7 separate regions of the Mus musculus genome follow, and all the other regions are linked to region 4. Evidence: chromatin contacts called from public Hi-C, HiChIP or PLAC-seq and promoter capture Hi-C data. All regions are on one chromosome and are shown on one strand. The core of a region is the stretch at or near the end of the contact, and the rest is flanking DNA. Distances in the headings are between cores, read along the strand shown. Region 1 holds the start of Gpn2 (GPN-loop GTPase 2). Region 2 holds the start of Wdtc1 (WD and tetratricopeptide repeats 1). Region 3 has its middle 10 kb from the start of Nr0b2. Region 4 holds the start of Rsrp1 (arginine/serine rich protein 1). Region 5 holds the start of Pigv (phosphatidylinositol glycan anchor biosynthesis, class V). Region 6 holds the start of Arid1a (AT rich interactive domain 1A (SWI-like)). Region 7 holds the start of Hmgcl (3-hydroxy-3-methylglutaryl-Coenzyme A lyase).

What was found. Promoter capture Hi-C pulls out the DNA fragments that hold promoters and counts their contacts. Hi-C and Micro-C count contacts between places; a contact is called where the count stands out from the background. HiChIP or PLAC-seq counts read pairs in DNA pulled down with a chosen protein or histone mark. Capture Hi-C pulls out chosen DNA fragments and counts their contacts.
Region 1: an H3K27ac HiChIP or PLAC-seq map of bone marrow-derived dendritic cells shows a contact between it and region 4, with 4 times the contacts expected there. The contact joins the promoter of Gpn2 here to the promoter of Rsrp1 in region 4. A contact is called at or near these places in 4 of 39 promoter capture datasets (cranial neural crest, embryonic stem cells, liver and 1 more), 1 of 115 datasets of contacts at active chromatin or transcription factors (bone marrow-derived dendritic cells) and 1 of 9 other capture datasets (adipose tissue).
Region 2: a promoter capture Hi-C map of pre-B cells shows a contact between it and region 4, with 2.5 times the contacts expected there. The contact joins the promoter of Wdtc1 here to the promoter of Rsrp1 in region 4. A contact is called at or near these places in 2 of 39 promoter capture datasets (liver and pre-B cells).
Region 3: a contact with region 4 is called in a Hi-C map of liver, with 2.6 times the contacts expected there. The contact joins the enhancer-like site here to the promoter of Rsrp1 in region 4. A contact is called at or near these places in 4 of 39 promoter capture datasets (cranial neural crest, embryonic stem cells, liver and 1 more), 1 of 484 Hi-C or Micro-C datasets (liver), 2 of 115 datasets of contacts at active chromatin or transcription factors (embryonic forebrain and hepatocytes) and 1 of 9 other capture datasets (adipose tissue).
Region 5: an HNF4G HiChIP or PLAC-seq map of pancreatic cancer cells shows a contact between it and region 4. The contact joins the promoter of Pigv here to the promoter of Rsrp1 in region 4. A contact is called at or near these places in 1 of 39 promoter capture datasets (liver), 1 of 484 Hi-C or Micro-C datasets (LSK cells), 1 of 115 datasets of contacts at active chromatin or transcription factors (pancreatic cancer cells) and 2 of 9 other capture datasets (adipose tissue and liver).
Region 6: a contact with region 4 is called in a promoter capture Hi-C map of liver, with 2.0 times the contacts expected there. The contact joins the promoter of Arid1a here to the promoter of Rsrp1 in region 4. A contact is called at or near these places in 2 of 39 promoter capture datasets (liver and pre-B cells), 1 of 484 Hi-C or Micro-C datasets (CD4 T cells), 1 of 115 datasets of contacts at active chromatin or transcription factors (pancreatic cancer cells) and 1 of 9 other capture datasets (liver).
Region 7: a promoter capture Hi-C map of adipose tissue shows a contact between it and region 4, with 2.0 times the contacts expected there. The contact joins the promoter of Hmgcl here to the promoter of Rsrp1 in region 4. A contact is called at or near these places in 1 of 484 Hi-C or Micro-C datasets (cortical neurons), 2 of 115 datasets of contacts at active chromatin or transcription factors (acute myeloid leukemia and stem cell-derived neural progenitor cells) and 2 of 9 other capture datasets (adipose tissue and liver).

Annotation. Positions count from the first base shown.
Region 1 is chr4:133,582,919-133,586,179 of GRCm38.p6, forward strand. Gpn2 (GPN-loop GTPase 2) reads left to right here and starts at 1,455. Exons shown (of 5, transcript NM_133884.2): 1 at 1,455-1,951; 2 at 2,992-3,148. The coding sequence starts at 1,541. Gpatch3 (G patch domain containing 3) reads left to right here. Exons shown (of 7, transcript NM_172876.2): 6 at 64-191; 7 at 701-1,324. The coding sequence ends at 914.
Region 2 is chr4:133,337,835-133,341,149 of GRCm38.p6, forward strand. It overlaps Wdtc1 (WD and tetratricopeptide repeats 1), which reads right to left and starts at 1,481. Exons shown (of 16, transcript NM_199306.4): 1 at 1,162-1,481.
Region 3 is chr4:133,561,810-133,565,282 of GRCm38.p6, forward strand. No RefSeq gene overlaps it. Among named protein-coding and RNA genes, the nearest start is that of Nr0b2, 10 kb to the left of the region's middle. Within about 2 kb of position 1,677, at least 56 of the 459 cell types and tissues checked have an H3K27ac peak or open chromatin away from gene starts, as enhancers often do. A contact at or near this core is called in hepatocytes and liver, where this site is marked.
Region 4 is chr4:134,922,307-134,925,378 of GRCm38.p6, forward strand. It overlaps Rsrp1 (arginine/serine rich protein 1), which reads left to right and starts at 1,319. Exons shown (of 5, transcript NM_023665.3): 1 at 1,319-1,461; 2 at 1,569-2,176; 3 at 2,987-3,072. The coding sequence starts at 1,621.
Region 5 is chr4:133,670,505-133,674,009 of GRCm38.p6, forward strand. Pigv (phosphatidylinositol glycan anchor biosynthesis, class V) reads right to left here and starts at 2,143. Exons shown (of 4, transcript NM_178698.5): 1 at 1,815-2,143.
Region 6 is chr4:133,752,585-133,755,766 of GRCm38.p6, forward strand. It overlaps Arid1a (AT rich interactive domain 1A (SWI-like)), which reads right to left and starts at 1,401. Exons shown (of 20, transcript NM_001080819.2): 1 at 1-1,401. The coding sequence starts at 1,027.
Region 7 is chr4:135,944,450-135,947,748 of GRCm38.p6, forward strand. It overlaps Hmgcl (3-hydroxy-3-methylglutaryl-Coenzyme A lyase), which reads left to right and starts at 1,999. Exons shown (of 9, transcript NM_008254.3): 1 at 1,999-2,091. The coding sequence starts at 2,032.

The sequences.
Region 1 (3,261 bases), core at 205-2,704, 1.3 Mb before region 4:
AGCCTGCACCCCTGCCACACTTGAGCCACTTCTTTCTCTGGACTCTCGCTTCTTCCTTTGCAGGGCATCGGCCGGAAGGTGATGGAGCGCCAGGGCTGGGCTGAAGGCCAGGGCCTGGGCAGCAGGTGCTCCGGGGTGCCTGAGGCCCTGGATGGAGATGGCCAGCATCCTAGATGCAAGCGCGGCTTGGGGTGAGTGCACCTGAGGGGCTCCCTAGGCCATTGTCCAGCTGTGCTGCTGTCTGCTTTCCCTCTTGCCATTGTTTTGAGGTGGGTGTGGGCCCCTCTAAATGAACAGCTTCACAGCAGGTGTAGAAATAGATGACACTGTCCTTATTTTCATTTTAAACCCAATCCTACAACTTAAAGGATCACGGGGCCCTCAGGGAAGTCATTTCCTCAAGTCTGGGTTTTGGCTTCATAAGGGAGTCTGTTGTGGAAATGAAAATTCCCAGGTCCCTGATAGTTGACACTCCTCTCCAGAGGCTGGAGAGCAGAATTTGGAGACAATGCTTTGTCTTTGGTGCTGGAGGTGTGGCTCAGGAGTGAGTGTGTCCTTGCCCCGGGTTCTTGTGCTATGAGCATGAGACCGCTCTGATAGAACAAACCAGATATGTAGTAATTACTTCCTGTCTCTTGCTAACCTCTTTACTGGGCTTTGAAGAGAGCAGCCTTCTCACCAAGAGCTCTGTTTTATCCAGATACCATGGAGAGAAGTTACAGCCATTTAGGCAACTGAAGAGGCCCCGTCGAACTGGCTTGGGGCTCATTTCCACCATCTATGATGAGCCTCTGCCCCAAGACCAGGGGGAGACCTTGCTCCGGCGCCAGCCACCCACCAGCATGAAGTTTCGGACAGATATGACTTTTGTGAAGGGTTCTAGCTGTGCCTTGGACAGACCTGAGCCCGAGTGAGCCTATGTCCTTGGTCAGGATCACTCTGCGGCAGGGACTTAGCCCTCTGCCTGGATCTTGCCCTGTGGACCTGAGAAGCAGCCCAGAGCCTGGGAGCAGCCCTGAGCATGCCCAGTTTCTCTACCTCAAAGATGATATCACCAAAAGCCCCTCCGTCTCCTGGGGTGTTTGTGCCTAAAGGCCTTCCCTTGGTCTCCAGGCCCTAGTGCTTGTTTGGGTTTGCCCAGAACAGTGAAGATCTGGACTGCCTGTGGCACCGTCCAGTCGGGTTTGAGGGTTGTCTGAAGAGCTCCGTGAAGCTGGGAAAGGGGACCAGAGAATTGATCCAGAGAGCGTCGCGGTCCCTTACCACGTCTACCCTCTGCCTAGAGACGGATCGGTGCGAGAATAAACCAGTTTACCCGGCATGGAGATCTGCCTTAGTGAAGCCTGGGGAAATCTTAAAACCGGAGGTGTGCGGTTGCGTGACCACAGCCTATGCCGTGGCCGTGTGGGTGGGACTTCCTCTCCAGACAAGTTCCGGCGGAATCCGGAAGTCGGAACTTTTCCCTTCCTTGCCGGGTAGTTTGTTCGTTTTTCTGCTTGAGTTTACTTGGTGAGGCGCCCGTGGGCTGCCAGCTCCACCCATGGCGGGGGCCGCCCCGACTACGGCCTTCGGGCAGGCAGTGATCGGGCCCCCGGGCTCGGGGAAGACCACGTACTGCCTGGGCATGAGTGAGTTCCTGCGCGCTCTGGGGCGGCGCGTGGCGGTGGTGAACCTGGACCCCGCTAACGACGGACTGCCTTACGAGTGTGCGGTGGACGTGGGCGAGCTGGTGGGGCTGGGCGACGTGATGGACGCGCTGCGCCTGGGGCCCAACGGTGGCCTGCTCTACTGCATGGAGTACCTGGAAGCCAACCTGGACTGGCTGCGCGCCAAGCTGGAGCCCCTGCGAGGCCACTACTTTCTCTTCGACTGCCCCGGCCAGGTGGAGCTCTGCACGCACCACACCGCCCTACGCAGCATCTTCTCCCAAATGGCCCAGTGGGACCTCAGGGTGTGTCTCGGGTCGGGCAGAAGGAATCCCTGAGACCGGGAGGCGGATAGGTGCCACGCCCCCAAGTTACATTGGGAGATAGCGGCTGAGTTAAGTTTGAAGCAGAACTAAAGCCTCTGAGATAGAATTTTAGCTCGGCCCCAACTCATTTCATGGTCTTGGAAAGTCCTTTCACTCAGTTTTGTCATCTCTAAAATGAATGTGACAGTTCCCAATTTTAAAAACAGTGGAAGTGACTACACAGAAAGTGGCTTAGTGATTGGTTAGTTGGTGTTCAGAAGTGTGATGAAAGAGTAGAGAGGTAGGTGCAGTGTGATTTGAACCCTTTGTCCACTGCAGGAACTGTGCAAGAGACCTTGGAAGAGGTGTTGGAGATTAGCTCAGTGGTAGAGAACTTGTCTAACAAGCAGAGGCCACAGTCCCTGGGTTTGGTCCCCAGAATAGTAGGAAGGACAAAATGGTAAAATTGCCCCCTATCTTCTTGGAGGAGGACATGATGTTATTAAATTTAAATTAAGTTGCCTGGCGGTGGTGGTGCACGCCTTTAATCCCAGCATTTGGGAGGCAGAGGCAGGCTGATTTCTGAGTTCGAGGCCAGCCTGGTCTACAGAGTGAGTTCTAGGACAGCCAGGACTACACGGAGAAACCCTGTCTTGGAAAAAAAAAATTAAGAACAAGAGGCAGGAAAATATCTCAGGCCTGTAACCCCAGCAATGTGGTGTGGAGGCAGAAAGAGTTCTGGGCCATCAAGCCCTGTCTCAAGCAGGCACATGAACAGGAAATAGAACAGTACTAAGGAAGGAATAGAACAGTACTAAGGAAGGAATAAAACAGTACTAAGGAAGGAATAGAACAGTACTAAGGAAGGAATAGAACAGTACTAAGGAAGGAATAGAACAGTACTAAGGAAGGAATAGAACAGTACTAAGGAAGGGTACACTGGATCCGTGGGCTGCCAGGCTCTCGAGGGAGATGTGGGCTCAGAAGTGTCCTCCCTCACCAGGTCAGTCTTCCTCTCACCCTGTACCTTCTGCTCACAGCTGACTGCTGTCCACCTTGTGGATTCTCACTACTGCACAGACCCAGCCAAGTTCATCTCCGTCCTGTGTACCTCCCTGGCCACCATGCTGCACGTGGAATTGCCCCACATCAACCTCCTCTCCAAGATGGACCTTATTGAACACTATGGGAAGCTGGGTAAGAGACTGCCTGCAGCGCGAAGGGAGCTACCTCGCTGCCTTCCTGACTTTTGGCCATTATTTTGTGCGCTGTGCTAGATGCCACAGTTGATTTAGAGATGAGAGCTACAG
Region 2 (3,315 bases), core at 231-2,730, 1.6 Mb before region 4:
TGACACTTTATCCCGATCATCCACCCCATCCTTGGAAGGAATGGAAAAGCTACAGTCACAGTACTCAGCTTCTAAACTCAAACTTGAGAAAACTTTCAAGTTGCTCCACCAACACATTTACCTCAAGAGATTTAAGAACACCAGAGACATTCACAAGAAATTAGTCACACTCAGCTGCTAAGATAAATCGTCTGTACTGCTCAGATAAATCGCATGTAAACCCTCATACTTTTTTTTTTTTAATTCTTATTAGTCCTGGTAATGCACCTGCAGCGGAGAGCAAACCATAAGTCGCCAAGAAACTCCAATCACCGGGCTTGGGATGGGGGGTGGGGGGTGGGGCGTGGGACGGGACGCTCCACTAAAGCTTTTCAGAAAGAGATCCTGCGGGTTTGCAGTTTATCTCTACCGATTCTTATTTACCCTTTGAAGTGGGTACTAATAGCCCACTCCCAAGCAGAGACCCTTTGTACTTAGCGCTACAGTCGATGATGCAAACACCTTGGCAAAGTTCAGTTTGGTGCCAGGATGAGCCACTGAAGGCATCTGCGACTGCCAGAAGCCTGAAAACTCACTCTCTTTCTCTCTCTCTCTCTCTCTCTCTCTCTCTCTCTCTCTCTCTCTCTATAGAGAGAGAGAGAGAGAGAGAGAGAGAGAGGAAGGAGAAGGAGAGAAAGAAAGAAAAGGAGTATGGGGTGACAGAAACAGAGAGCAAGAGAGGGAAAGAGAGGCAGAGAGACACGGAAAGAGCAGACCAGGTCATTGACCTCTTGAAACTTCCACCTGCCCCTTTCTTCCTGAGTGCGATCGGCGCCAGATCAGATGTCAAAAACTCCGCAAAAAATAAATAAATAAAAGTCCCGTGATAGGACGACTTCTACCTCTGCCCCGGTGGAGCCTGCGGGACTCCTACAGCCTTCCCCCACCCCCTCCCCCGACCTCCCAGCCAGTCCTCTTCTAGCCTCCCTTCCCCGGCCCTTTCTGCCCTTCCTCGCCGCCGAGGCCTGACCCCTTCCCGGGACACCCCGGAGTCCCGAGGCGATCGGGCTCAGGCCCCCAAGCAGGGAGCCGGCCCAGAGCGGACGGCCCCGGAGCCGGGGCTCTGGGAGCCGGTCCCCGACTCGACATCTGCGGCGGGGATGGGGCGGCGGCGACCCGTACCTGTCAGGTCTCTTCCCAGGACCAGCAGCGGAGCAACTTCAGGAGCCCATGTCGGTCCGGGGGGGCCCGGCCCCTCTCCCGGGAGCAGGGGTGCGGATCCCGGGAAGGGGGCTGGGGACCCGGGCAGCTCTAGCCTCTTCCCATGCTCCCCGCCCGGCGCCTGGCCGGGGCCGGACAGCGCCTCCGCCCGCCCCTGCGCACCGCCTCACACCCGCGCTCACACACACTCACACTCCCTCGCGCGCTCTCACACACGCACTCCCCTCCCTCCTCCTCTGTTTATCTCCTCCAGCTGTCTGGGGACCCAGGAGAAGTCCCGCACTGCGCCTGCGCCACGCAGTCTCCGCGCCGGCCCCGCGTCTCACGGTCCGCGGCTACGCTACGGCGATGGCGCTCGGCAGTTTCCTGAATAGTGAGCGCGGGCCCTAGTCCTCTCTGCCACCCTCACCCCCCCTCCATCGCGCGCCCGGTCAACGTCTGCTGCCGGTGGCGCCCACTAACCTGCTAGCGGGGGAGCCCCCCACTTCGCCGGGGCCAATCGGCTTCACCGCTCGCGGGAACGGCAGCCAGTGGGCGGGCGGAAAAGCGGGGCTCAGCTCTGGAGTATCATGGGAGTCGTAGTTTTTCGCCATCGCAGAGGTCCTGCGGCGTGGACTTGCCCCGCCCGGTTACCATTAGTTACCTGGACGCACCTCCCATCCCACTACACCTTTTCTGAGTCCCAATTCCACATGTTCTCCCAGGTCCAGTACAGACCCTCCAAGGGCTAAGAGCTCATCAAAATTGCTTTTGATGCTGTAAATTAGGGGACACCTAAGGCTAAGACCCTGAGTCCTCCCAGAGCAAAGCCTCAGCCTGCTCCTTGCTCTAGGGGGCTGCTGAAGTTACAGGTTCCATGCTCGAATCTTCAGGTGCTGGAAGGAAAAGGTCCTATGTTGAGTGACCTGGGAGCTCTAGGAACCCAGATCGATGGCAGACAAGGTCTATCTAATACTAGCCAAGTAATTGCTCTTCTGACTTTCAAGCTCCAAGTCAGAACGGAGACACCCTCCTCTCTAAGGGAGTTCCAAGGTGACAAAGGTGGCAGTAAAGATAACTTAAGGGAGAGAGACCAGGAGCTTCAACTCAAAAGCAATCACCTTACATTTCTCTTCTCTTAGAGTGGCAGATACACAGTATGCCAACGTCTAAGTAATAACACTTTTATTTTCACTGTATTGGGCATGCTCTCTTTGATAGATACAATTGTTCCTATGTTTTTAAAAAGAAGAAACAAGCATAAAGTAGTTAAAAAGATGCTAGCCCAGGGTCACACAACTGGTTAGAAAACAAGGAATGAAACCAGGCAGTGCTGGAGACTAAGTACAAACATTTAGCACTTAAGAGTGCTGGTCCAGGGTTGGAGAGATGGCTCAGCGGTTAAGAGCACTGACTGCTCTTCCGAAGGTCCTCAGTTCAAATCCCAGCAACCACTTGGTGGCTCATAACCATCCATAATGAGATATGATGCCCTCTTCTGGTGCCTCTAAGACAGTTACATTGTACTTATTTATAATAAATGAATCTTTGGGCTGGAGCTAGCAGGGCTGACTGGAGTGAGCTAAGGTCCTAAATTCAATTCCCAGCAACTACATGAGGGTTCATAACCATCTGTACAGCTACAGTGTACTCATATACATAAAAATAAACAAATCTTTAAAAGAGTGCTGGTCCTAAGTTTCTCTTCCCATAAGTGTCTGGTCTTTGCTCATTTCTGTTCGGACCACTTGTGATTTCTTTCTCTTGTGAATTCAGGTCAGTCTTCATCTTCTAGAAAGGTTGTGGGGCATGCCTCCTGACCTTTCCTGCTTAGCTGTATGGAGAGACAGAGACAGAGACAGAGACACGGAGAGACAGAATACTCAGCTGGGCACATACCTCCAGTATGTGGGGGTAGATGTGAGTGGTCCTGTATTAACTGAGGCTAGTAGCGAGTTCCAGCCTAGCTGGAGCTACACGGTGAAACTCTGTCTCAAAAAAACAAAAACTCCACAGATATTAAGACTTGAAGGTCTTGACATCATGTATCCACAGGTCCTAGCTTTAGGCCTACAGTCTTTGTTAGGGTGACTGGGTCAATAAAGCTACAAGGTAGCTAATATTTATCCTGCATCT
Region 3 (3,473 bases), core at 427-2,926, 1.4 Mb before region 4:
AGCTGACTGTGTCATGCCATGAACCACCCTGCCCTCAGGGCCTCTGTCCACCCTAGAACCTTTGATGATAGTGGGAAAAAAAGACAGAGAGAGAGGTGATCGACCATGATCCCTCCCCTTAGCCACACACTGTGTCACTCAATGTCCCCTGACTTTCACTCCCAGACTCTGCTGGATGTTAGGGGAAAGGACACAAAGAATGGGACCCGGATCCAGCCCGGAGGGACACTTCCCATGCAAATGAAGATAACACAGTGACCTGAGGGTGACATCGTTGAAGGATGACTTGTTCCTGGTCTTTGCTAGTTTATGGTTTCTTTTTCCCACCCTTTAACACCCCCCCCCAACCCTGCTCTTCACCTCCTATCACTAGATAAAGGATAGGATAGAGGGGAAGAAAAGAGAGAGAGAGAGATCTCCGAATCTAATTTCTTTGTTCTTGTTTCTTCTTTGAACACGAGTATGAACAAACTGTAACCACCCCCACGCCCGAATGACCCCAACCACCAACAGTACCTCTCGGGGCCCTAGCATTTATATATCCTCTGAAAAGCTCCCAGAATTCCAAACAATCACACAATCGCAGAAACTACCCAAAGCTGGCAAAACCATGCCTCTGCTAGAGCATGAGGCAAATCACAGTCAGCTGTTGTCCCCAGCAGCCCCTTCGATGAAAAGAAAAGCACTTTCTTCTAATATTTCAGTGTTTTGTTTTGTTTTTTTAAAGAAACTAAAACTCCAAAATTGTCACTACAATAATTAATTGTGCCCAGAGGTGGGAAGGTGCTTCCCTGGTGCGTTGACTGTTCAGAAACATCTGGGGGGGTTTGCAAGGGTGAGGCCTAACAGAGGGAGGAGAATATGCAAAGGCACAGAGGTGCCAGGGAACAAGCACTGCTTCTTGAATGCATCCTAGAACCTATGGATCTAAGGGTGGTGAGAGATGGAGGTGTGTGAATAGGTGTGGGTCAGGAGACCGTGCCACCAGGCAGAAAATTTGGTAAGAGAACGGTAGGCATTGAAATCTACTCCTGACCAGGTTCCTGTCCTGGAACATAGGACCACCACACCCCATGAAGAGGACTGGATAATCAGTCTCGTAGGGGCAACACAGGAAGTGCCCTCCACGTGCAGAGGGGGCATCCCTAACCTCTCAGACCAAGCCAACAGAAAGCATCTGCCTTTAGACCCCAGCCCACTCCAAAATGTATATTAGACCCTATTCACAAGGAATAAAGGCTCAAGAGTTATTTCACCAAAGCCTGTCTGAGAGCGCCTGTTTAATCAAGCTGTAACACCCTTAGGGGACAGTGTTCTCTCCTGAAGCTTTTGTCGATGGAAGCAGCGCCAACCTACCATAGCCACTTCCTCTCTGTGGCCCCAACCTTGGCTCCTAGCCACCTGCCTGCCGGATCCCGCTGCCTGCCACCAACTCCGGGGCAGCAGTGGCCTTGGAAGAGGCCTGGCAGCCAGCCTTGCTCCTGCTCCCCCTCAGAGAGATTTGGCAGGGCCAGAGCCCCGCAGATCCCCATGGGCAGCACCTGGTACACAGACAGGCAAATCGGGTTTGTATCACAAAACAGAACAGAGAAAGGACATGCTAATGAAGCTGGTGACGAGTCCAGGGACAGTCTGAAGGGAGTCAAGGTCAACAACGGGGACTTGATGTTCATAGCAGGGTGCAGCTGTGCCAACTTTATAAGTCACGGCAAACCAGGTGGCTCGTGCCAGTAGTCCCAGAGCTGTGGGGGTGGAGGCAGGAATCTGAAGTCAATCTGTCTTTACTGCATAACAAATGTGAGATCAGGCAGGGGTATAGGAGACGTTGTCTAAAATAGAGCCTCCCGGTGCAATGTGAGACAGAGAGAGGGGTGGGGGTGAGGTCAGAGGTAACATGATGGCTTATTATACACAAGGTCCTGAGATAAAAATCCTCTGCTCCTCAGCATAGGAAAAAAAAAATCTAACTACAACATCCCAAGGTTTGGTGGCACACACCTCTAATTCCAGTCCGGGGAGGCAGAGATAGGTGGGTCTTTGAGAGTTCGAGATCAGCCTAGTCTACATAGTGAGTTCTAGGACAGCCAGGGCTACATAATAGAGACCCTGTCTCAAAACAAACAAACAAAACCGCCACTAACCACCGCCACCTCCGCCACCACCACCAGCTTAACAAAAACACCTCAGAAAACTTCCCACCACATCCCCTACCCTCTTCCTCAAAGCTTGCCACTATGAAGATCTCTGGGATCATAAAGGAGTCAGGAGGTGATGTCACACGCCCACAACCCAGCACCCGGGAGGCAGGAGGGTCAGAACTTCAAGATGGTTCACTGGGTAAAAGCGCTCGCTATGCAAACCTGATAACCTACACTCAATCTCAGAGAGCCCGTGGTGGGAAGACAAGCAATTCACCAGGTTTTTCACCTCCATATGCTCACTGTAGCTTGTGCAGCCCCTCCCCCGCCCATGACAATAAATTAAAAATAAAACTTACCCCCCCCACACACACACACATACCCATGTTCATGCTGGGAACCCTAATAAATACAATGGGTCACAAATAAATCTATGGAAATGTGAAGAGCGGCTTGGGGAGGAGAAGGATTTGGTGTGGGGGGCCAGATAAGGAGATGGTGGGCAGCTGAGTGTGAGTGTGCACACGTGGGAGGCAGGGGCAGATGGATATTCTGTGAGCCCAAGGACAGCCTGGTGTGCACAACAAGCTCCAGGACAGCCAGGGCTACACAGAGAAACCATGTGTCATTCCCCCACTCCTGGAAGAAAGAGAGACAGAGAGACAAAGAGAGACAGAGAGAGAGACAGAGAGAACAACACGACAAGGCTTTAAAATGGCTCAGCAGTTAAGAGAGCATGCTGCTTTTCCAGAGGACCCAGGTTCAGTTCCCAGCACCAGGTCTGGCAGCTCACAATCTCCCATTCCAGGGGATCTGGTGCCCTCTTCTGGCCTCCACAGTCACCAACACAACATGACATCTACAAGTACATGAACACATTATTTTAGGTGGGTGTTATCACACCTTGTTAGATTTTATTTATATTTATGTTGTTTGGGTTTTTAAAAATATTGGCCGGCTGGGCGTGGTGGCGCACGCCTTTAGTCCCAGCACTCGGGAGGCAGAGGCAGGCAGATTTCTGAGTTCGAGGCCAGCCTGGTCTACAAAGTGAGTTCCAGGACAGCCTGGGCTATACAGAGAAACCCTGTCTTGAAAAACCAAAAAAAAAAAAAAAAAAATCTTTAATCCTTTTACAGTACAGTCGTTATCCCCAGTCCGCCCTCTGACAGTTCCTCATCCCATTCCTCCCCTGCCCTGTCTCCAAGAGGATGTCCCACCACCCTGTTTATTTTTTTAATATTTATTTATTTATTATATGTAAGTACACTGTAGCTGTCTTCAGACACACCAGAAGAGGGAGTCAGATCTTGTTACAGATGGTTGTGAGCCACCATG
Region 4 (3,072 bases), core at 69-2,568:
TCTCACCAGTCCCACAAGCATTCTTTATTGCTGAGCCATCCTGGTGGCCACAGTAAGGTTTTTATTTCTTCACTTTCGCTGTATATTGGGGAAGGAGGAGGAAGGAGGCACGAACAAAGAGTCCTTATTTCTGTCATCTCCCTCTAAAATCCAGAGCTTCTGTAAAACCCTGCCTAATTTCTAAGAACACCATCTCCCAATATTGAAATAGCTATTTCGTTCAGTGCTGTTCACTTACCCACAGTTTTCAAGGTCAGATATGCCTCATGACATTGAGTGTTTGGAATTTGCCCTGGAAATAAGATTAAATGTCCTGTCCTAATCACACTTGTCTTAGAACAGACCTATCGGGCTCAGGAAATGGCTTACTATTAAGAGCACTTGCTGCATTGCCTAGCACAAAGTCTGGGTTCCCAACACCCCCATACTTGGTGGCCCACAATGGCTCTGTCTTCGGTGGCATCCTGTACACACAAATTACTCTCTCTCTCTCTCTCTCACACACACACACACACACACACACACACACACACACACAATCAAGGATCACTGTTGCTCCTCAAAGGTCAACTGTGGTCGTTGGAATTCCTGTCTCGACCTCAAATTACCTTAATTAGCTCAAACAAGGCCGTTAAAGCAGCCTTTCTAAATTAAAACTATATCTTCGGGGTCCAGGGATACCCCTCCCAATCTCCACCATAGGAGGAGCCAAGAAGGGAAGCTGGGCAGCGGCTGGGGGAGGGAGGGGACGACACATGACCCGGGGACGACCGAGGCACGGGAACCGACTTGTCCTCTGTGTCCTTGATCCAGCTTTTGAGCCGGCTAAATTCTTTGCTACCCTCTCCTTTTCCCGAATTTCAAAATCGAAAGCAGGAAAGGAAGCCAAACTAAACCAAACCAAACCAAACAAAGAAAAACAAAGTTGGGCGTGGTGGCGCAGACCCCCTAGCTGAGAAGCAGAGACATGGGGATTGCCGCGAGTTCGAGGCGTGACAGGGGTACACAGCTAGCTCCTGTCTCAAAAAAAAACTCAAGATCCAAAAGCAGCCAAGGACCCCACAAACAAACAAACAAAAAACCCTGAAGTAAACAAATCCTCAAAATACCCGGATGTAGAAGGCGGGCGGGAGTGGGGGATGGGGAGGAGGCGCGGCCGTTGGTGGAGTGACAACTGACGCGCATGCGTGTCTCCAAGGCGCAGCCAACATCGCTTGGCGATTGGACGAGAGTGGGACCCGCCCTTTCGCACGGATGTCTGTGCGCATGCTCGGCGCCAGCTTCCAGTATTTTCGATGCTGACGTCGCCACTAAGCTCAGTCCCAGTCTGGACTTTGGCAGTGGAGGTTCCTGTGCTCTCCGGTCGCTGGAATCGGGAACCTCGCCCGCTTCGGTTCCTGGTCGCAGAGAAAGGTGCCCGCTTGGCCTCTCTCGCCCTCGCGAGCTCTTCATCCGTTTAAGGTGAGTGGGGCCGCTTGGTCAGGGACCGGTTCGCCCTGGGGTGTCGCGCACGCGCACTGGGCACTGCGCGCCCCACCTGGATGATAGACTCTTGACTTTCTCTGTAGTTCCTAGACGCCGTTGCGTTTGCGGACCGATCTCCGTTTTCAGAAGGGAGCCATGTCCTCGGCCGCCATGTCTAAATACGTGAACGACATGTGGCCCGGCTCTCCGCAGGAGAAAGCCTCGCCGTCCACCTCGGGCTCGGGCCGCTCCAGCCGCCTGTCGTCGCGCTCCCGCAGCCGCTCTTCGTCCCGCAGCTCCCGACGCGACTCCCGCAGCTCTAGCCGCTCGTCCTCGCGCAGCCACAGCCGGCCGCGGAGGAGCAGACGGTCCCGATCCCGGTCCCGCAGGCGCCACCAGCGCAAGTACAGGCGCTACTCACGCTCGTACTCACGCAGCCGGTCGCGCTCCCGCAGCCACCGCTATCACCGCGACAGCCGTTACGAGCGGCCGCGGAGGTACTACAAGTCGCCGTCGCCCTACCGCTCCCGGAGCAGGTCGCGCTCCCGCGGGAGGTCGCAGCACCGGTGGTCGTACTACGCGATCACTAGAGGGCGGCGCTACTACGGCTTCGGCCGGACGGTGTACCCCGAGGATCGCCCCAGGTGGAGGGAAAGATCCAGAACCAGGTCGCGCAGCAGGAGTAGAACCCCATTTCGCCTGAGTGAGAAAGGTGCGTTTTATCAGGTTGAGGTTTGTGCCCTTGGTGGGGGTGGTGTTGGGGATTGAGTTCTGGACGCTTATCACCGAGCCACCTCCCCAGCTCCTCCCCGCGTTTAACTTCCTCAGCGCGCTGTGAGTCAGCCAGGGAGTCATGTGGTTGAGCAGTTTAGCTGGGATTTCGTAAGATTAGGCCCAGGACATCTTAACATCTAGGCCTGCGTTTGTTTTGGTGCTGGAAGTCTTTTGAGATTTCTTGAAGTGAGAGAGAGTTTTTTGTTTAGTTAGTAGTTAGGTAGAATATAGTTTCTCACGTATTTCCTTTCACCTTGTGAGTAAAGTCCATGCCGGATGTGACCGGTGCAGTAACCTGAACTAAAGTCCATTTATGGCTGTGGTGGTCAAGAGAGAGGAGGCTCACTCTTTCCTACTAGCTGGGTGAAGTCAAAACACATTTTTTTTTTTCATGATTTACTCAAAAATGGGTTTTGACTGGCCTTTCTGTTAAGTAACATGGCAATTTGATGTTACAAAGTAGGTAAGTTTGAGCTTGTGTGCAGACTCTGTATCAAGATTAGTAGTCTAGATAACTGTGCTATAAAGTTTATCAAACACTTCAGTTTACAGAAATAAACATTTAAAGAAAAGGCAAAATAGGGCTGTTTGTCAGAACAAAACTAACTTGTTGAGGTAATTAAGGAAAGTTGGGTTTTTTTCCTCACTATAAAGGGATTTTTTTTAGAATTGCTTTACATATAAAGAGAAAAACATTGTTTTAGGAGAGGTACTTAGTAGAGGATAACGAATGTCTTAATGCCCTTAGATCGAATGGAGCTACTAGAAATAGCAAAAGCCAACGCAGCAAAAGCTCTGGGAACAGCCAACTTCGACTTGCCAGCAAGTCTCCGA
Region 5 (3,505 bases), core at 893-3,392, 1.3 Mb before region 4:
CCGGCCAGCTCCCACTGCTAAAACAAACTCGGGGAAGACAGAGTCTACCACTCGGGACGGGGTAAACAGCCATTTCCCATCTCCGCGGGAGTGGCGGCAAACTCATACAAAAACCCAGTGCCATTCTGAGGCACAGAATGCACATCAAGGCATTTCTTTAAAAACACAATTTAATAGCAGTCACAGCTCTTACTGTGTTTAAGCAAGGAGAGGAAGAGCCCCGTCTTTCTTCTCTCACGTGGCTAACACCCTCTAAACTTTTAGGCTACACTTGCTTTCTGGAATTTTCTGATCCCACCAGACAGCCCTATATTCTCACTGCCTCATGCTCTGCCATCTTTATCTTCCTATCTGTTCCTTATGAGGACGGGGGCTTTGTCTCCTAACTCTATTATATCCCAGGACCCAGCATGTAAACAGACATCTGTTCTCCCAAGTGCACGAAGTAGCAAGGACAGGATAGAGAATCGTCAAGTTTTCTGACGCTAGAACTAAGATCACTGGTCCAAGCATTTCTCCCATCGTGTTTCTGGTTAGAAAGCAAGATGGCCCAGCGGGCAAAGGCACTTGCCACTACAGTGACCCATAGGCTGAAGATGAGAAGACACTCCCACAAAGTTGTTCTCTGTCCTCACTTAGGTGTGCCAAGGCGCACCTGTAGCTCCACACATATATACATAAACATATGCACATAAAATAGAATTAAAAAAAAAAAAAGCAAATGACAAAGTCACAGAAAGCATGGGAGAAAAGAAAAAATTCTCCGCCAAGGGAACAAGACTGGTTAATAGCGGTAGTACCCCATCCTCGGCACGAGGGGGCGCCTGCTGCTTACTTCATCACCAGGAGACCGGGAGAAAAGGAGGCCCCCTCACCTCCCAACTCCATGTCGGTTTATTTAGGACAATTCAGTTTAAAGTTAAGCCGCAGGAAACAGCATTTTCTGACTACCCACGATATCTCCAACACTGGATTCACTAAACCCAAATAAATGACAGAAACATGGACACCCAACTCAAACTCAATCAATCTCTCCCTCCCTCCCTCTCTTTTCCCTGGCCTCCAATCCGCACGCACAAAGGAGGCAGAGAGAGGAAAAGTACTGAATCCACCTCTGCATCTTGATTCTCAGTCCTTCCCTCTTTCAAACTCTGGCATCAGTGGCCACAGGAGATGCAACCCACACTCAAGTTAAACAAAGTAAAATCAAGACAGTCAATTATCTCTCTAGCTATTTTGCCAACACCCCTTTGAAAGAAGCCCCTTGCCAAATCAGACTCTTAACTGGCCGGATGCTTAGAACCAACCAGTTTCATTTTTCTTTAATTTACCCGTGAAATAGGCTCCAGAGATCTCATTAGACACCAGTAAGACTGTGTAATTACCATCGCCATTTTATGGATGTGAAAACTGAGGCTCACTGGAGCCAAGTGACACGCCCACCACTTAAAGCTCCTCACGCACTGCTTTCTAAAACCTATGTCCACAGTCAGGAGAGCTTTTTGCCATAAACAAAGGGTATGCATTCCTTGTCCAGCCAGGACATCCAAGGCTTAGCCCAGAACTTTCTCCAACTGTAGCACATGTTGTTGCTGGAAGCTTATGGTGATGGGCCCTAACTGGGAAAGATCTGTTGAACTGGAGTCCTGGATTTTCTGCGGAAGGCTAATACTCTCAAATGGGTGCTGCGTTATGACCCAGAGGCAACGTGGAGCGAGCCGCCTCCTTCTGCTAAGCCCTGCCATACTGGGAGCCCGTTCCAGCCTGCTCTTTTCGGACACAGTTCCTACCCAGGACGGGACAGTGACCCTCACCCCAAGGGAGCCACGGCCCAGGGCTTCGTCCCGGGGGAATCGCGGGGCCGGGCCAGGCAACGGGGCCGGAAGCAGACGAGGGCCGGAGGCTGCAAAGGAAGAGGCGGCGCCGGAGGCTGCTATGGCGGAGGGGCGGGGCTCCTCGCTTCTCTACAGCCTCCGCCTAATTTCTCTCGGCCTGCGTTTGACAGCTTCCCTCCCCGGAGGACTCCAGAGTTGCAGAGCTGGCGCCGGATCCTCCGCGCCCGCGCGTCCAGACCACCCCCGCGGAGCTCCAACTTCAGCGCCTCCATCCGGGTCCCGTCCGTGCCGCGCCTGCGCGCCGGCTCGGCCGACGGCGGCCCCGCCCCGCTCCTGCCCGGACTCGGAGCGCCCCGCCCCCCTCCTCGGCGGCCATGTTGACCCCAGCTAGGGCGGGGGCCGAGGCGGCGGCGGTGAGTCGCACCTTCCCGGCGTGGTGACACCTGAGGAGTAGGCCTCTTGACTCGCCAGCAGTTTGTGCGCGGGCGCTGCGCTCCCGGGTCGGGGCTCTCACCCCAGTCCCCTGCCGTGAGCAGCCTCTGACTTCCCGGTGTGAGCCGAGGCTGGACCCGGGCGCTGCCCCAGAGCCACGCGTTCTCTCGGTGTTCCGCCACCCCAGCTCAGCACAGGACCTGGCACACGATAGACAATATGAATAGGCAAAAGAAAGCCTTCTTGGGGTTTTTGTGGCAAGCAGCGGTACCCTGCAACTGGATGAGAAGAAAGTAGGGGAATTCCCCCTGCCTTTCCCCTCCTGGCAATGAAGGACCTCTGCCCTGCGACAGTCCTCTGTCCCACCTCAGATGACTGTATGGGACGAGGAAGGAAACCTCAGAGAACACCCCCGAGGATTCTCCCTCAAGCAGTTTCTGTCGCAGGAACTGGCGCCAAAAAAAAGAAAAAGAAAAAAAAAAAAAAAAAAAAAAAGGAAGCTAATTGAACAAAACCGCCTGTTGGGGAGGAGCGGCCAGTTGGTACCCCTGTAACTAACGGAAACTGTTAGAACAACTTTGCACCCGCCTTAGAGGAAACAGATAGTAAATCCTTCTCCGTTGGTAGATTTCTCGTTTCTCAGGATTCCAAAGCCTTGTGTGGTTTCAGTTATCTGTCCTCTCAAACGTAGCTTGGGTCTAGGTTAACCTCTGGCCACAGCCCTGGCTGAGGGAGGGGTTTATCTTCTGCAACAGCCACAAATGTGGGTGGGAACAAAGAGATGGGTCTCTATCTCTCCAAGCAAAAAAAAAAAACAAAAAAAACAAAAAAAACTAGCCTTCATCAGTTCGGTGGGGGCCAGAAGCTGTGTCTGTCTATCATCTCAGGCCCTGGGATGTCAACTGCCCCTTGGATGTTTGCGTGTAAGGTGGATAATGTATAATTTAATGACTGGTAAAGAGAAAACAGGAGTTTCCAAAGTCATTTTTCCTCCCCCCCCCGCCCCCCGAAAGCATTTGTTGCCAGTCCTGTGAGTGAAATGTCAGTGCCTCTCTAGGCACACTTGTGACTAGGGCCCGAGGTTGTGACTTGACTTTCTTACAGTCTTCGCAGCACCCTGACCTTAAAGAAACCATCCTTGCTTCGTGAATTCACAGGGGAAAATGGCATGCAAGCTCGAGGTTCTGTCTGTCCAATAAAGAATCCCTGCAGAATCTGCTTGTAAAAAAGGCAGGGGT
Region 6 (3,182 bases), core at 151-2,650, 1.2 Mb before region 4:
CCGCCGCAGCCCCCCAGCACTGCGAGGCCATGTCCGCCGGGCCTTTGCCCGCGCCCCCGTCCTGGGGCCCGCCGCCGTAGTCGCCCCCGGGGTAGCCCTGGTAGCCACGGGCCGAGCTGGGCGACGTGAGCAGTTGGTTGAGGGTGGGGGTGGCGGTGGGCTGGGGAGTTCCCCCGCCGGCCGCTGAGGGGCCGCCTCCCCCCATGGCCCCGAAGCGCTGCTGTGCGAAGGACGAAGACGACGAGGAGGCAGAGGCGCTGGAGGAGGGAGGCGGCTTGGAGCCGGCGGCCGCCGCCGCGCCGGAGCCCGGAGTGCCACCTCTCGGGGAGCTCAGCGCGTAGGCCTGGGGAGGCGGGGGGTAGGCGCTGCGGTTGGGGTAGTAGGAGTTGTACTGGTGGTTGGGGAAGCCGTGGTCGTGCGAGTTCTGCTGGGGCCCGGCGTAGGGCTCCAAGCCCCCGCCGCCGCCGCTCTGCAGCGCTGCCAGGCCAGGGCTTTGTTGTCCGCCATGTTGTTGGTGGAAGACGGCGGCCGCCGCGGCGGCGACGGCAGACGGGCTCCGGCCGTAGGCTTGCCCGAAGCCGTAGGCTGGGGGCGGCAGGGCGGCCGCGGCCGAGTGAGGAGGCGCCCCCACCCCGTCGCTGCTGCTGCTGCCGCCGCCGCCGCCGCCGCCGGGCGGCTCCGGGAGGTTATTGTTCAGGGCGGGCCTAGGGCCCGCGTTCCCGTTCGAGTTCTTCAGGTCCGGCTCCGCGCCGGGCCCGCCGCCGCTGCCGGCTCCGCCGCCGCCGCCACCCCCATTGCTCTCGGCCCCGTCCTGCAGCTCCTTTCCCAGCGGCTGCGGCGGCCCCACGGCGGGGCCCTCGCTCTCCTGCCCGGCGGCTGCCTTCATTTCCCCGCGCTCGGCCGCTGCCGCCGCCGCCTCGCCCCCCGCCTCCTCCCGCTGTTGCTGCTCGGCTTTCTTCAGCTCCGAGGGCGGCGGCGGCGGGTTGCCCAGGCTGCTGGCGGCGGCGGGGGCGACCTGCGCGGCCATGATCCCCGCTGTCTCGTCCGCGGAGAGACCCGGCCCTGTCTTCGTCTTCTCCCCCCTCCCACCCCGCCCCGGGGCCGAGTCCCCCGGGCTGCCCTCCCCACCCGCCCGGGCGGGCCTCGCGGGGCTCCGCTGCTGCGCTGCGCTCGCTCCTCTCCCCCCCGCCCCGCCGGCTCAGGCTCCGGGCTGGCGGCGGAGGAGGAGGAGGAGGCGGCGGCGGCAGCCGAGGCGCCGGCGGCTCAGCTGCTCCGGGCTCTGGCGGCTCGGGACCCGGCTCTCCCGGCTCATTCCCCCCAAGCCCTTGCCTGGGAATGAGGGGGGCGGTGGAGGCTCCGCTCCCCAGGGCCTGGCCCCGCTGTGACTCTCCGCTTTCTGCTGCCGGAGAAAGGAGGAGGGAGGGAGGGAGGGAGGCGAGGGGGAGGGGGCGGGAAAGGAGGGAGGGAGCGGGGGGGGAGGGGGGACCCGGGACGGGCGGGCGGGCGGGCGGGCTGGAGGGCGCGCGGCGGCGGACGGGGCGCCGGGAGGCAGAGTAGGAGCGCTGCTCTGGCGGGCGCCCTGCCTCGCCTCCCCGGCCGCGGCTCGGGCCGAGGCTGCTGCTTGGCGGCGGGCGGGCGGGCGAGAGAGCGAACGAGAGAGCGGGCGGGCGGGCGGCGGGACTGAGCAGCTAGAGCGCCCCACTCTCCTCCGAGTCCCCCTCACTCCGACACGAGGCTCAGCACTGCCATTTTACCCAGCGCCGTCGCGGCCGCCTGAAAAACCAGGACTGGAGCGCGGAGCGGGCGCAGGCCGTGGAATGGACTCGCTCCCTTCCCCTCACAAAGGAGGAGGGGAGAGAAGGAGCCGCGGCGGCGGCGGCAAGCCCTCAGCCTCTTTCGCTCGGCTGCGCCGCCGCCGAAGGCTTCGGGGAAAACCCGGCCCGGAGCCCGCGCCTCCGGAGCCTGCGCCGCCTCGCTCGCCGCGTTCCCAGCCTGGCCTGTCCCCTCCCGGCCGCTCCAAAGGGAGCGGGCCGCGTGAACTTTACCCGCGCCTGCAAAATTGGCCTGAGCCCGAAACCGCGGCCGCCGCGGCCGGGACCTGACCCCCTGGCACCGGGCCTGGGCTCTTGGCTGCGACTTAGCACCTCCGCAGCACTTTTCTTCTTCAAAGCCTTTTGCAGACCTGCTCTAGAGACCCAGCTGAGCGAGCCCTGCTTTTCCCCCCCTTTGGCTAGCCCCAAAGGAGGACTGACCATTGTTCAAACTATCGGTTCTCCCGTGCCCTGCCCTCATTAGCCCTCTCTGACAAGGCCCTGGGGGCATGAGGTCTGGATTATCTCCCCCCCCCCCATTTTACCAACAGACTGAAGGGAGGGGACTGCCCAGGTCACTTAAAGTCAGAGGGCAGAAGTGTGTGGCTATAAAAAGTGGAGTGAGTGGCCGAAGCCGCATCTTGTCTACTTAGCCAGAGAAAAGGAGGAAAAGAGAAAAGAAAGGCACTTACGTTGTGAACAAATCCAACCACCGGATCAGATCAGTGTCAGGAGGTTTGAAAATCAAACGTGGTCATCCCACCACTTCTCTTAAAATGGTGGCTACTGATGCGTTGGGGGCTTAAGACAGTCCTCCAGGCAAACCAAGCTCCATTAGCACTTCCTAAGGGAACCTAGCTCACAATGGCCAGTAGCCCAATCTTCAAAGGCAAGTACCTTGGAAGACTGTAAACAGCCCACAGAAGAGGCTCCAGGGACTGAAAGAACCTCTGTTCAAAAACCACTGCAGAAGAGGGATGCAGAAAATGGAAACCATTTTCTCTATAAAGAGAGAAAAAGAGCCTAACAGGTCACACAGAAAACGGATGCCCCTCAGATCTGCTGTCTATCCTAAGGTGTAAGACTCCTTGAAGTTTACCAGAGACCCTAAGGCCAGGTTTATCTGTGAAGATCAAGGCATTCGCGGAAAAGCTCAGAGTTGTCCAGACCTACAGGCCTCACCAGTTCCACAGCAGCCTTTTCTTCTCAGGCAGGCCTGGAATGCTCTGACAGGGCAAGCCAGGAGAAACCAGAGGGAATTCCAGCGTCTCACCAGGACCAAGACTGCCTTGGGAAAGCATCAATGACAAAGGCCTCTTTTCCTCCCAGATTTTATAAATGGAGACTTTGGACCACAGACCATTATTTTAG
Region 7 (3,299 bases), core at 749-3,248, 1.0 Mb after region 4:
TAGCCTTGAACTCCTAATCTTCCTGCATTTAGCTCCTAAGTGCTGATATTGCATGCTTACACTCTGAGCAGGGGGCTTATAAAGGGGAAAGGCACAACTTTGGTACTTCTCATTGATGTAGCTGTGATGGCTGTTAGCAAGCATGACAGGATATGAACTTTTAGTAAGAATAAGGAGGCAGGTGGGTTTCTGAGTTTGAGGCCAGCCTGGTCTACAGAGTGAGTTCCAGGACAGCCAGGGCTATACAGAGAAACCCTGTCTGGGGAAAAAAAAAAAAAAAAAAAGGGAGCCAGGTGGTGGTGGCGCATACTTTTAACCCTAGCATTTGGGAGGCAGAGGCAGGTGGATCTCTGAGTTTGAAACCAGCCTGATCTACAGAGTGAATTCCAAGACAGCTAGAGATACATAGAGAAACCCTGTCTCGGAAAAACAAAAACAAAACAAAAACCAAAAAACAGGGCTGGTGAGATGGCTCAGCAAGTAAGAGTCTGAAGGTCCGGAGTTCAAATCCCAGCAACCACACAGTGACTCACAACCACCCGTAATGAGATCTGACGGCCTCTTCTGGGCAGGAGTGAGTGGGGTGGGCCGGAGAAAGCAGAGGTCCTAAATTCAATTCCCAACAACCACATGAAGGCTCACAACCATCTGTACAGCTACACTGTACTCATATACATAAAATAAGTAAATATTAAAAAAAAAACAAAGTAGAGGTGGAGACAGGTTTGTTTTTGCTTGATGGGAGCAGAAAGCCTTGTGGTTACAAAAGCAGGCCAGAGCAGGTTAGCAAAAATTCCTGTAAGTGCCTGAGGGTCAAGCTGACCTCAATGTCAGCCCAAGGTCAGGTCAGGATTTAGCAAAGATGTTTTTCTTGCTTCACTCTTATGGCCTCACAGGTGTTCTACATAGACTTACATGTAGGCAAAACAGCCATGCACATGAAGTAAATACACTAGTAATAATTTAAAACTTTGGTGGCCATCGTGGCACATATCTTTAACTCCAGCACTTAGTAGGCAGAAGTAGAGGCAGGCAGATCTCTGAGTTTAGGTCAGCCTGGTCTACATGGAGTATATGAGTACACTATAGCTGTACATATGGTTGTGAGCCTTCATGTGGTTGTTGGAAATTTAATTTTAGGACATCTGCTCGCTCTAGTCGGCCACCACTCACTCAGGCCCAAAGATTTATTTAATAAGTACATGGTCGCTGTCTTCAGACATACCAGAAGAGGGCCAGATCTCACTACAGGTGGTTGTGAGCCACCATTTGAACTCGGGACCTTCGGGAAAGCAGTCAGTGCTCTTACCCGCTGAGCCATCTCACCAGCTCCACAGTGAACCTTTATATTCTACTTTGTGACCTTAACCTTTGGGGCGGGATCTGCGCCATTCTGCATGATGCACACGCATGTTTAGTCATTTGAAGACTTCCCCACTGAGGCTGAGGACGGGAAGACAAGAAGGAAGTAAGACAGTGTATACACAGGGACACAATGATTTCCTAATGGCTAGCTTCAGGGTTTCACAAGTCACCCGAGCACCAGTAGTAGCCCCTAGAAGCCCACAGTTATAGCAGTCCTTCGCTAACCTAGGCCTTCTTGCCTTCCCTGTTCCTTTAAGACTAAAGGAGCCATCGGCTTGGCCCACCAGCTTCCCAGTCATCTTCAACCCCAACACGCCCTGGGAACACAACGCCTTTCAGAAGGCAGATAAATGGCCCTGGATTGGAACCGGGCGTGATTTAAGACGTGGGGGAAGCAGGTGGAGGTGAAAAAAATCTCGGGATCTACACATGGGCTGTCAAATGTCATGGCTCTTCATGGGACACGTGTTCAGAAAATCATGGAGTGGGCATGATTGGAGGGTAGAGCTACTTAGAGGGGAGTAGGAAAAGAAAACAGACAGGCTGAGGGGAGGAACCAAACTGGGAGCCTCACAAGAGGAGCGATGCACCGCCTCCGGCCCTAACCACGCCCACAGAGGGATCGGCGGTCACGTGGTGCCCAGTGGGTTGGCCTCCGGAGTGAAGATGGCGTCAGTGAGGAAGGCTTTCCCGCGGAGGCTGGTGGGCTTGACGTCCCTCCGGGCTGTAAGTGCTCCCCAGGCGGGTGACAGTCATGGGATCGGGCGGGCCTCCTCAGCTGCTGTGACAGGCGGAGGAGCGGGACCGCTCGAGGGACTGTTGCCGGGAGGATTTGAGAGTTCCGGACCCAGCCGGTCTGGCTCAGATCCATTGCAAGAAACGGGGAAACTGAGGCGGCGGGAAGAGAATCGACCCGCTGTGACTGTGGAGACCGGGGACACCATCCTGGGCGTCCTACCTCCCTTACGGTGACCCTGACTCCTTCCCCTATTTGAGCTTCGGATCTCTCCGGCCCTTCATTAGTGGAAAACAGTGTTCAGTGTGGGAAACACAAGCATCCCTGTCTGCCGCCTTACTCGGCCCTTGTTGCTTTTATGGACGCCTGGGGAGAACTTGGATCGCGTGGGCCGGACAGGGATTCCCTCAGAACTGTCCTTTGGGCATGTTTGGTCCTGGCATTCTGACCACGCGCAGTTATTTGAAGGAAGGGGGGGGGGGCAAAAAGAGCTGTGCTGGCTAAACCGCAAACTGGTGTCCGGGTGATCTGCCACTTTCTAGGCTGAGTGACAGAGGTGTGTACTCAGCTTGCTTATACGTAAAATGCAGAGTCTCAGGATGATTTAGTGAGTGACCAGTCAGTCGGTGGTGGTGCTTTGTGAGAGTTGGACTTAGGAGCGATCAGCGCCAGCGTCACTGCTACACCCTCAGCTCTGTGATGGCGCTGTTACGATTTTATGTTGGGGAGTTTAGGCATTGTATTAGCACTTGGAAAAACTACTTTCCTTGCAGCTCGTGGGTGCCTCTCAGAAAGCCCAGAAAGCCACTTCTGGCCGGGCATGGTGGCTCACGCCTTTAATCCCAGCACTCGGGAGGCAGAGGCAGGCGGATTTCTGAGTTCGAGGGGAGCCTGGTCTACAAAGCGAGTTCCAGGACAGCCAGGACTACACAGAGAAACCCTGTGTCGAAAGAAACAAAAACAAAAAAAAAACAAAAAAAAAAAAAAACAAAAACAAAAAAAATGGGAAAGAAAAAGAAAGCCACTTCTGCATCTTTAGTCTACCCACTTCCAATGATTGCTCAGGGATCAAATGAAAAGGCAAATATCAACGTGAAAAGTTAAGGAAATAAACCCGAGGGGGAGAGGGGGAGAGAATGAGAATTAAGTAACATGGTGGGTCATAATATCTATCTATCTATCTATCTATCTATCTAAG